2 separate regions of the Zea mays genome follow, and region 1 is linked to region 2. A link is a contact called in public Hi-C data. All regions are on one chromosome and are shown on one strand. The core of a region is the stretch at or near the end of the contact, and the rest is flanking DNA. Distances in the headings are between cores, read along the strand shown. Region 1 holds the start of LOC100279899 (Heat shock 70 kDa protein 17). Region 2 holds the start of LOC100280937 (kinesin light chain).

The links. Hi-C and Micro-C count contacts between places; a contact is called where the count stands out from the background.
Region 1: a Hi-C map of ear shows a contact between it and region 2, with 1.9 times the contacts expected there. The contact joins the promoter of LOC100279899 here to the promoter of LOC100280937 in region 2. A contact is called at or near these places in 2 of 25 Hi-C or Micro-C datasets (ear and leaf).

The regions. Positions count from the first base shown.
Region 1 is chr5:210,088,185-210,093,074 of Zm-B73-REFERENCE-NAM-5.0, reverse strand. LOC100279899 (Heat shock 70 kDa protein 17) reads right to left here and starts at 2,422. Exons shown (of 14, transcript NM_001152851.1): 1 at 1,541-2,422; 2 at 1,104-1,336; 3 at 1-84. The coding sequence starts at 2,305.
Region 2 is chr5:209,573,128-209,578,342 of Zm-B73-REFERENCE-NAM-5.0, reverse strand. It overlaps LOC100280937 (kinesin light chain), which reads left to right and starts at 1,340. Exons shown (of 3, transcript NM_001368333.1): 1 at 1,340-1,756; 2 at 1,967-3,964; 3 at 4,963-5,215. The coding sequence starts at 2,037. The coding sequence ends at 5,176.

The DNA of each region.
Region 1 (4,890 bases), core at 1,173-3,672, 510 kb before region 2:
GTCAGCACTTCTTTAACTGGAGTTAGAGCTTGCTCCCATAAATCCTCACACAGCTCTTCAAATTTCTCACGTGTTATGGTACTCCTGTAACAAAAAAGATAGTGCATAAGCTCAGTAGGTAACACAATGAAAATTGCCCCAACCATTATTTAAGGCCACAAGCTCAATATGTATAAGGTCTAAACCAAGAGAAGCTGAAAACAAAAACTAGGGAAAAAACGATAAACTCAGCGATTAAAAAACTCGGTCGGTAGGCGAAATACCGCCCCCACGGTATTATATTAAGAAGAAGCCCAATCAGAGTCCCGGCCGAGAAAGGTCACGAAAGCTAGCCCCCGTGCAGTATGAGGGTCCGTCCCCTATAGGACGGATCTTTACTCGTGCTTTGAGCCCTCCCAGCTCCTACATGAGGATCCGCTCCCATAGGTCAGTCCATCTCATGTGCACACAACCAGGGGAACCAGCGAATGACCTTTTTTAACCTTAGCCTGAAATTCGCTCCCAATGGAATTCGAACTCAGGACCTAAGGAGTGCTACTCAGACCACCTAACCAACTCAGCTAAAGGATAATTGGCCCGATTATTATATAGAACACAGTCTCCATATAAAAAGCTTTAACAACCAATTAAGAAGTGGCCCAAGTGATCCAGAACTAATACACAACCTTTGTTTGCAATTCTAGTAACCTTTATTTAGATGAGATTGCATCGATGTACTTCAAAAGGGAAAAATAATCAAATTTTAATCTGACACTACCTCAATCCTTTTTTTATTTGACGTCAAATAGTGCAAAAATGAACTGCAAAACGTCAAATAAAAAAATGGAGGGAGTACATGTCAAGACACTTGGACAAATAAGATATATTTCATCCATGCAAACTCCAAACCTAGCAGGTCTGCTTCCAGGACACCTTTAATTAATGTGTTGTAATTCTTTTCTTTCCAGAACAATTTTAAGCTGACAAATAAGGTTTGACAGTAAATTTTGCAATGTTGGGTGCATTTTCATTGATCTTGATTCTTGACCTTTTTACATGCTGCATCCATATTTCTTGAGCAATAGTTATGTGTTTACAGTATATAAGATAGAGTAGAGATGCACCTGAAATCAACATCATTATACAGAGATTCTACTGAAATTGGAGCTGCAGTGTTTGCACTAAGAATTTCTTTGGTGCGCTTGACTTGCTTTTTCAACTTAGCCATTGCCTTGGGAGACTGACGGATATCAACCCCATCACCGAGCTGCTTATTGAATTGGGCAGCAAAATAGTTGACCAGACGCATTTCCATTTGAACGCCTCCAAGCTCAGAGTTCCATCTTACGTCCTTAACCTGCAGAGATTAGTGTTATCAATATAGTATTCTGGAGTTGTCACTCATCATATCACATAGCAGCACGGCTCAAGAAAAGAGAAGGATATTTTCACCAGATCTATCATACTAGGCATGAGAAATACCCACATCTAAGATTGCCATCAGACATCTGAGAGAGGCGCAATTGAACAACTACCAGAAATGTCAAGAGAGGGATTTCACCTGGAACTGGTTAACGGACACTGTCTTTCCGAACTCCTTGGCGTTGTATGCAGAGTAGTACACTAATGCAGCGTAAGTGCTACCAGCGCCCATGTCGTAAAAGATGACATGCCGCGACGCATTGGAGAAGTCCTTGTCAATCCCGTACTGAAGCGCGGCCCCAGCGTGCTCGTTGATGAGAGAAAGCACGTTGATTCCAGCCAGCTGCGCAGCCTGCGTCAACGCCCGGCGCTCGGCCTGCCCAAAGTAGGGCGGCACGGCGATCACCGCGTCCCGCACGGGCGCCCCAACGTGCGCATCGGCGAGCCCCGCGGCGTAGTGGAGCACCATGGCGACGATCTCCTCGAGGGAGTATACCTGCCCGTCATCAGCGCGAACCGCGGCGGCGCCGCGCGCGTCGGGGACGAGATCGTAGGGGAGGAAGAGCGAGTCCGTGACGGACTGCACGTAGGACAAGGGCTTGGCCAAGAGGTCCCGCGCGCGGGCGAACACCTTGGACGGGTGCCGCGCCGTGATGCCTGCCGCCTCCTCCCCAGAGAGACGGTTGCCGTCGGCGAGCGAGGCGAGTGCCGGGGACTTACGCTTGGACATCTCGTTGATGGCAACAGCGATTGGAGCACGGCCTGGGGCAAGATGCACAGCAGCGACCTTGAGCCACTCTGAGCCGAGGTCGATGCTCGCCACCGCCGCGGTCGCCGGCGGGACGGCGACGGCCGCCGCGACAAGGACGGCGACGAGGATTCCGTAACTGCGGGGCTGCGACATGGCTTGTGGCTACCAGCTGCGTTCAGTGCAATAACATGTGCAAGGGGTTAGGGTTCGGAGATCTGGGGTGCGGAGTGGCTGGAGGAGCACGCGGGGGAAGGAGGTCAGAAACTCAGAACGATCTCGAGGACGGGAAGGAGGTGAAGAGGGCGTGCTCCTGCTATATTTCGGGTTCCGATTTTTCTTTTTCTTTTTCATTGTCCTTTATTTATTGCAATTACTGATTTTGGTTACGGACCGAGCAGGACCGGCGCGAATTGAGTCATCAATCCAATGAAAACAGGCCACGTGGCAAGACATCCACGTGGCGTTTCACGGCGAGCGCGGTGCGTTGGACGCGCGAGACAACCGCCGTGCTACTTTCAGTACGGCTCCTCGAAACTGACAAGTCGACCATGCCTGTTCTGGAGCCTCCAAGGCTCTAAAAAGTGTGTTTGGAAGATTTTCTCCCGGGTTTTCTCTATTTTTTACTGAAAAACGGTTATAAATGGCTTTAAGACAGAGAAAATTCGACCAATCAAAGTTTAAGATTGATGAAATGAAACATACTCTCTATCTTAAAATAAAAAGTGCTTGTGTGATCTTCAAAATTATATTTTATCACCAATTTTGTATTTTAAGTACAACTTTCGTCGCTAATTTTGTATATCTAAGTAGAAATCCAATGTTACCGCTTTTGTAGTATAATAATAAATTTCTCATACGATAAGACTAATTAATGCCAAACATATTTAAATGAATTTTATATTTTTCATATAATTAGACTCATTGCCTGTTAGAGATTAAAAAATTGAAATATGGATAGACGATATAAACCATGAGTGTAAAGTGCGATTTGCACCTGAAATTGCCGAATTTTAAAAACAACAACAATAAAATTGAACCACATGAAAAAATTCAGCCACATATAGTATAGTTATTTTTCATACACTCGTGTTTAAGACTAAATTTTAGAGTATATTATTATATTCTTTCATGTTTCTTTTTACCGTCTCCATATAGCATTTCCAATAGACTAGGTAAATGGCTCATCGAGCCAAATTTTGGCTATCCAACACCAAAATAACTCCCCAACAAACTAACTGTTGGGACTATGCTTCGTCGCCGAAGGTCTTGTAGGGAGAAACAGCTTCGGCTGAAGCTGTCCGCATGTGATGACCGAGGGTTCCTCTGTATGAAGCTTCGGGATTACAAACCGACTTAGGAGTAGAATGATGTTTTAGTTCATAAATGTTTGAGTCGCTGTTGTAATTCCTTATGAGGGACATAATTGTAATTCCTCACAGGCTGTATCCCATGCCTATAAATAGTGAACAGTATTCCTTTACTGTTCACGAATTCCTGTAATTGCAACCGCATCATTCGGGAATCAATCTTTGTCAAGGCAAAGGTATAATTGTATTCAATGCTTAAATATATTAAATCAATTTAATATGAAAGTAATGTTGTTCATTTGTAATTTATTCACCTTTGACGCTTCGTATTCTATATTACATTATTCAATCTTTTACGAAGATTTAACCTTCGTAATTGTATTGCCTTTAACCTTCGTCCAAAGTTCATTAGTCCTTAAGGGAATAATGCTTCATTGGACGAAGGGCATCTACATTTAACACTTTGTGTTGCCTTGTTCTTAATTCATAGCATTTGAGAACAAGTCCCCAACACTAGCTATATGACTCACCAAGCTATTCGACTCTTCAAATTGGCTCCTCCACTAGCCAAATTTGGATAGCCACTCTGACTAATCAAACTAAGAGCATCTCCAAGAGACTAGCTAAATAACTCGTCAAGCCAAATTTTGACTACTCAATAGCAAAATAACTCTCCAACAGATTAGCTATCTGACTCGCCAAGCTATCCGGCTCTTTAAATTGACTCTCTCACTAGCCAAACTAGATAGATAGTCTGTTGGAGTGAGATGCTACATATAGAGTGTAATCTTTATGAAAAGTTAAATAGATAGTCAGATATAGAGCTAAAATGAGGAGTCTCTTGCAGATGCTCTAAATAGATAGTCTCTTTGAATGAGATGCAACATATAAAAATGTAATATTTATAAAAAGATAAATAGCTCTTACATATCAACTTTGATCTTCTATTGCCTTTCTTTACATTGCTATCAACCTTAGAAACTTACTATACACCTAAGTCTCTGGACGTCTCGTTTGAACATGTCCAGATTATCTAAACAATTGTTGAACACGCTTTGATTCAATCGGTGCTATCTATAGTTTATCTGAACACGCTTTGATTCAAATCGGTGCTATCTATAGTTTATCATGTACATCATTCCAGATTCGATCCCTTCTTATATGGTCATAAATCAACACATCATTTACATTTCTCAACAATTATATGGTGAATATATCGTATTTTTATAGGCCAATATTTTGCACTGTACAACATAGTAGGTCCAATCATTGTCCTATAAAACTTGCTATATTAGCTTTTGTGGTACACTCTTGTCATATAGAATATCATATGATTGGTGCCACTTCATCTACCCTACTTTAAATCTATTTCTAATATTTTTTATCAATATCCTTGTCACACCCGATTTTAAGGGAAAACCAGGGTGCATA
Region 2 (5,215 bases), core at 91-2,590:
CGAGGCCGCCATGGGCCATGCCTTCGTCCTCCAGAGCGGCGAACGTGAGTGCAGCAACACACGACACACGGTGATGGGTGAAGGCGAACACAGATGGGGAGAAAAGAGATTTTTTTCAATTTATGAAATGACTAAATGGCGTTATAGCGTGTGTGATATGTTTGATAATGACATTCAGATAAAGTCCCTCATTAGGATGGCAAAGTGACAAATCCTACTTCTCATAATGACATAATTCCAATTTTCTCTTATGACAATGTATTCTATATGTAGTGATACTCTCTTCTATTACTCACAAATAAACTAATCTTTAGGAGACTCAACGTCTCATTGGCTTATTTATTTTCTCAAAGTGCCCTCATATTTTCTGCACCTCCTACTTTCTCCCTCTTCCCCAACAATTCACCCTTGAGTTTTGACAATTGAATGAGTGCAGTAAATGTTACGGTTACTTTTTGCAACTCAAATAAATGTGCACCCACTTCAATTAATAAATGATAGTATGATCTTTTTTCTTATACTAACCATCCTAAATTCATGAGTAATCTATTTATTAAAGGATAGATAGATTAATTTGGTGTCATAAATCTTGACGTAATTTTTATAAATCCATATAAAGTTTAAAAGTTTGAGTTAATACTACACTTGAATCTATCTAGTCTTAACAGAAGAGCTGCAATTTATCCTAGAACTGTAATGTCCTACTAATGGTTTGTTTGGATTCAACAGCTAAAATGAAAGCTTAACTTCTCCTGAGAAGCCAAACGTAAATAAAACGTGTTCTTTTTACTATTTTAGTCACTTATAGCCTTTTCTATTTACATCTTTAGCTCCTAAAGTGACTAAATTTAAGTCACTTTTGTTTTAGTTTATGGAATAGAAAAGGCCATAAATAAATGAAGGGGTGCAGGACATAAAAGCAGCAAAAGTATCGAACGAATGCAAGCTCTTGCATCTGATGATTTTATCATCATGGAGAATGACCTTGACTATATTTAACGCCCGTTTTGTTGTCCTTGAGTTTTACGGTTTTAGAGCTAGTTTGGCAACCATATTTTTTTAAGGGATTTTTATTTTCTTAAAAGAAAATAAACTAATTTCTAATAAAAAAAATAAAAATTCCTTGAAAAAAATGAGGTTTCGAAACTAGCCTTTACTTTTTTTTCCCTCTCTTTGTCAAATCTGGACTCTGGCCTCTGGGCACAATTCCCTGCTGAGCTGGACCAAAACGCCCCTGCCCGCTCCTGGGGTTGTCTGTGGTCCGGTTGCACCGAGGAGGCGCGACGCGCGAGCCATCATTTCTCTCGTCTGCTCCCGTGCCCTCCGCGGCTCCGCCGCACTCATCTTCTAGTCTTCTTCCCTCCCCTCCGTCACCACTCACCACCTCCCCTATGGCATGGGAGCTTCTCCCGGCCTCTTCCTCCCCTTCCTGCCAGACCATCTTCCTACCGCAACGCACCTGACGGTTTCCATCCACCTGGCTTCCCTGTTGCGCTAGCTGATCGACCCACGCAACGCAAGTGCAATGCCGTGCCGAGGCTAGATCGAGCTGCCGAGCGCTGATCACGGTGAGGCCACCCAGATCCACCCGATTGCCACGCGGACTTCACCCCTTGCCTTTTCTCCTCCCGTCCACCCATCGGGCGCTTTCCCTCCATCCCTCTCTCTCGTGCGGCATCTGGGCGACCCGCCGACGCCCCTACGCCAGGTGCCCAGGCCTTCGTCGGGTCCTTTACCGGCGACGAGCACACACCAGGTTTGCGCACCCTTTCTCTTCCATTCCTGCTGCGCCAAACCGATCACAGGAACCCTAATTTAATCTATTTGTATTTGGATCTACCTTCGATTTTTACTGGGTCCGCCCCTGACCCTAGGCAACGTTCATGTTTTTCCTTTAATTGGTTCTTCGGGTTCAATTTTGGAGCATTTACATGCCACCTTAACATTTTTATTCCGTTTCTTCCAGGGCACTGGAGGGCTACCATCTGCTTCGCTTTCTGAAAAAAAAACAGTTTCGGCATAATTATCACCCTAAGATGCCTGGAATTACAATGGATGGATTTGTTGCAGAGGAGGTGCCGAACAGGGTGAATTCCTCTCCACAGAATGAAAATCTGCCCGCCCCAAATTCGACGGCAGCTTCAACAATGGCGCCAAGCATGCAAAGTGAGGCACTTGAGATGCATGTCGAGAGCTCCGGTACTGGGGAGCCCTCAATTGAGCAGCTCTACAACAATGTGTGCGAGATGAAGAGCTCAAGTGAGGGTGGCTCCCTGTCACATGAGAGCTTTGGCTCAGATGGGGAGGAGTCTAGGATTGATTCAGAGCTTCGCCATCTTGTTGCTGGGGAGATGGAGGCCATGAAGGTGATTGAGGAGGAAGAGGAGAATGGTAGTGTTGCCAACGTTGTGCCACCGGTTCCCGCTGAGAATGGAACCCCAGTAAAGGAGCAGCCTTCCAAATCGTCCAACAAGTCGAAGAAGGACTCAAAATCACAGCTTGAGTCTGATGCCTCTGTTGGTCCCAATAGGAAGGCGTCCACTGAGGAAGGTGAGAGGGAGGTCAGCAAACAGGCAACCCGAGTTGGCCGTCGGCGGAAATCAAATGCCAATCCACAGAATGGAACAGAAGATGCTGGGCTTGATAACCCAGACCTTGGTCCATTTCTTCTCAAACATGCAAGAGACTTGCTTGCCTCAGAAAACTCACGTCGGGCACTGAAATATGCTCTCCGTGCCACTAAGACATTTGAGAAATGTGCTGGTGGAAAACCAAGCTTGAACTTAGTCATGAGTTTGCATGTTGTTGCAGCAATCTACTGCAACTTGGGAAAATATGAAGAGGCTTTACCTGTGCTGCATCGATCTCTTGAGATCCCTGTAATTGAGGAAGGTCAGGAACATGCTCTTGCAAAGTTTTCTGGTTGCATGCAGTTAGGGGACACCTATGGCATGCTAGGTCAAACTGCACTCTCACTGCAATGGTATGCTTCTGGGCTTGAAATACAAAAGCAAACATTGGGAGAGCAAGACCCAAGGGTTGGAGAGACTTGTCGGTACTTAGCTGAGGCCCATGTGCAGGCATTACAACTCGATGAAGCACAAAGATTGTGTCAGATAGCCCTTGACATCCACAGGGAGCATGGCGGGACAGCCTCACTAGAAGAAACAGCTGATAGGAGGCTGATGGGTCTAATCTATGACACCAAGGGTGATCATGAAGCTGCCTTGGAGCATCTAGTGATGGCCGGCACGGCCATGATAGCCAATGGTCAGGAGACAGAGGTGGCCTCAGTGGATTGCAGCATTGGTGATATCTACCTCTCCTTGGGCCGGTATGATGAGGCTGTGTTTGCTTACCAGAAAGCTCTTACTGTATTCAAGACCAGCAAAGGGGAGAATCATGCAACTGTGGCTTCTGTTTTTGTGCGCATAGCGGATCTGTACAATAAGTCAGGGAAGCTGAGGGAGTCAAAATCTTACTGTGAAAACGCTCTCAAAATTTACCAAAAACCTATTCCAGGGACTTCTCTGGAAGAAATTGCCACTGGTTTAACTGATGTTTCAGCCATATATGAGACGATGAATGAGCATGAGCAAGCACTCAAGTTACTTCAGAAGGCCTTAAAAATGTACAACAATTCTGCTGGCCAACAGAGCACAATTGCTGGAATTGAGGCTCAGATGGGTGTCTTGCACTATATTTTGGGCAATTATGGCGAGTCATATGATTCCTTCAAGAGTGCGATTGCAAAGCTCCGCACCTGTGGTGAGAAAAAGTCTGCCTTCTTCGGAATTGCCCTGAACCAGATGGGATTGGCATGCGTTCAAAGATATTCGATAAATGAAGCAGCAGAACTGTTTGAGGAAGCTAGAACAGTTCTGGAACAAGAATACGGGCCTTATCATCCAGATACTTTAGGAGTGTACAGTAATCTTGCTGGAACTTATGATGCAATGGGCAGGTAAACTCCCTACTTCTGAAACTCAAATCGTTGTCTCAACTAGGTGTTGATGATTGTCTGTGTGTCTGCATGCATAATGATTTGCATTCCAATTACGCCCCGTTTGGATCATTGGAATTGAATTCCATTCTAATAATAATAATTTAGGAATATATCAATTAAGCTAATTCAGTTTTATGCAAAAAATATATTTATATACTATTATTAGCAAGATGTCGGAGATATTTATGTGCTACATTTTTACTATAGAGGAGTGAGACGAAAAGTGTCATGTAAGTTATAGAGTATAAACAAATTCTACTAATGCATAAAATCATTTCTCACCCTCCACCTCATTAATTTGAGATAGGCTTATATCTGAACTTTGGAAAGCGGTGGAATGTCAAATTCCAAACTAAATAAGTTATTTTATTGAGTGAATTCCAATTCCTCTGAAATGAAGGGATCCAAACGCCCCGTTAGTGATTTGCTGGAAAAAGGTACTATAGCAAGTGGGAATTCTTTGGTCTTAGTCGACTCCTCTTCCAGCTAGGCTCATGATTAGCATCTGTACCAACTCCTTGCTACCCCAGTTAGTTGATTAGATATTGATCGGTACAGTATAAAGTTGGATCAATTTAATTGAAGCAGGACCATCTTGCATCATCTTTACTTGCTTATCACTGGCTGCTCTGTGAAGAAGGGTTGCGCATACTTTATCCTTTTGCTTTATATTTTTCTATTTGTTTTCTCCCTCCATATTGTCGTGGAAACTTCATTCGGCTTTGTAAGGCATGTGGACTTTTAGCTTTATCATAGTCTGAGTAAATCTGGCTGGATCAGAAATGTCAACACTAGCTTAGCTGGCTAGATCAGAGTGCCGAAGCAAAGGTACTATCCTCCTGAGTTACTTTAGAAGAAGTATATCACCTATCAGCACCCCTGTGTCCTGCTAATATGAAAAAATGTGTTTCATTTTAGCCACAATTATCTGTTGACATTTGCATTTTGTTTCCCAGACTTGATGAGGCCATCGAGATCTTGGAATATGTTGTTGGAATGCGCGAGGAGAAGCTAGGTACGGCAAACCCAGATGTCGACGACGAGAAGCGGAGGCTTGGGGAGCTATTGAAGGAGGCTGGCCGGGTGCGAAGCAGAAAGGCAAAGTCCCTGGAGAATCTGCTCGAGACCAACCCATATATCGCCACCAAGAGAAATGCAGTTGCTGCATGAATCACTGTTCTGAAGATGAAAGGCGAGGATTGTTACTAA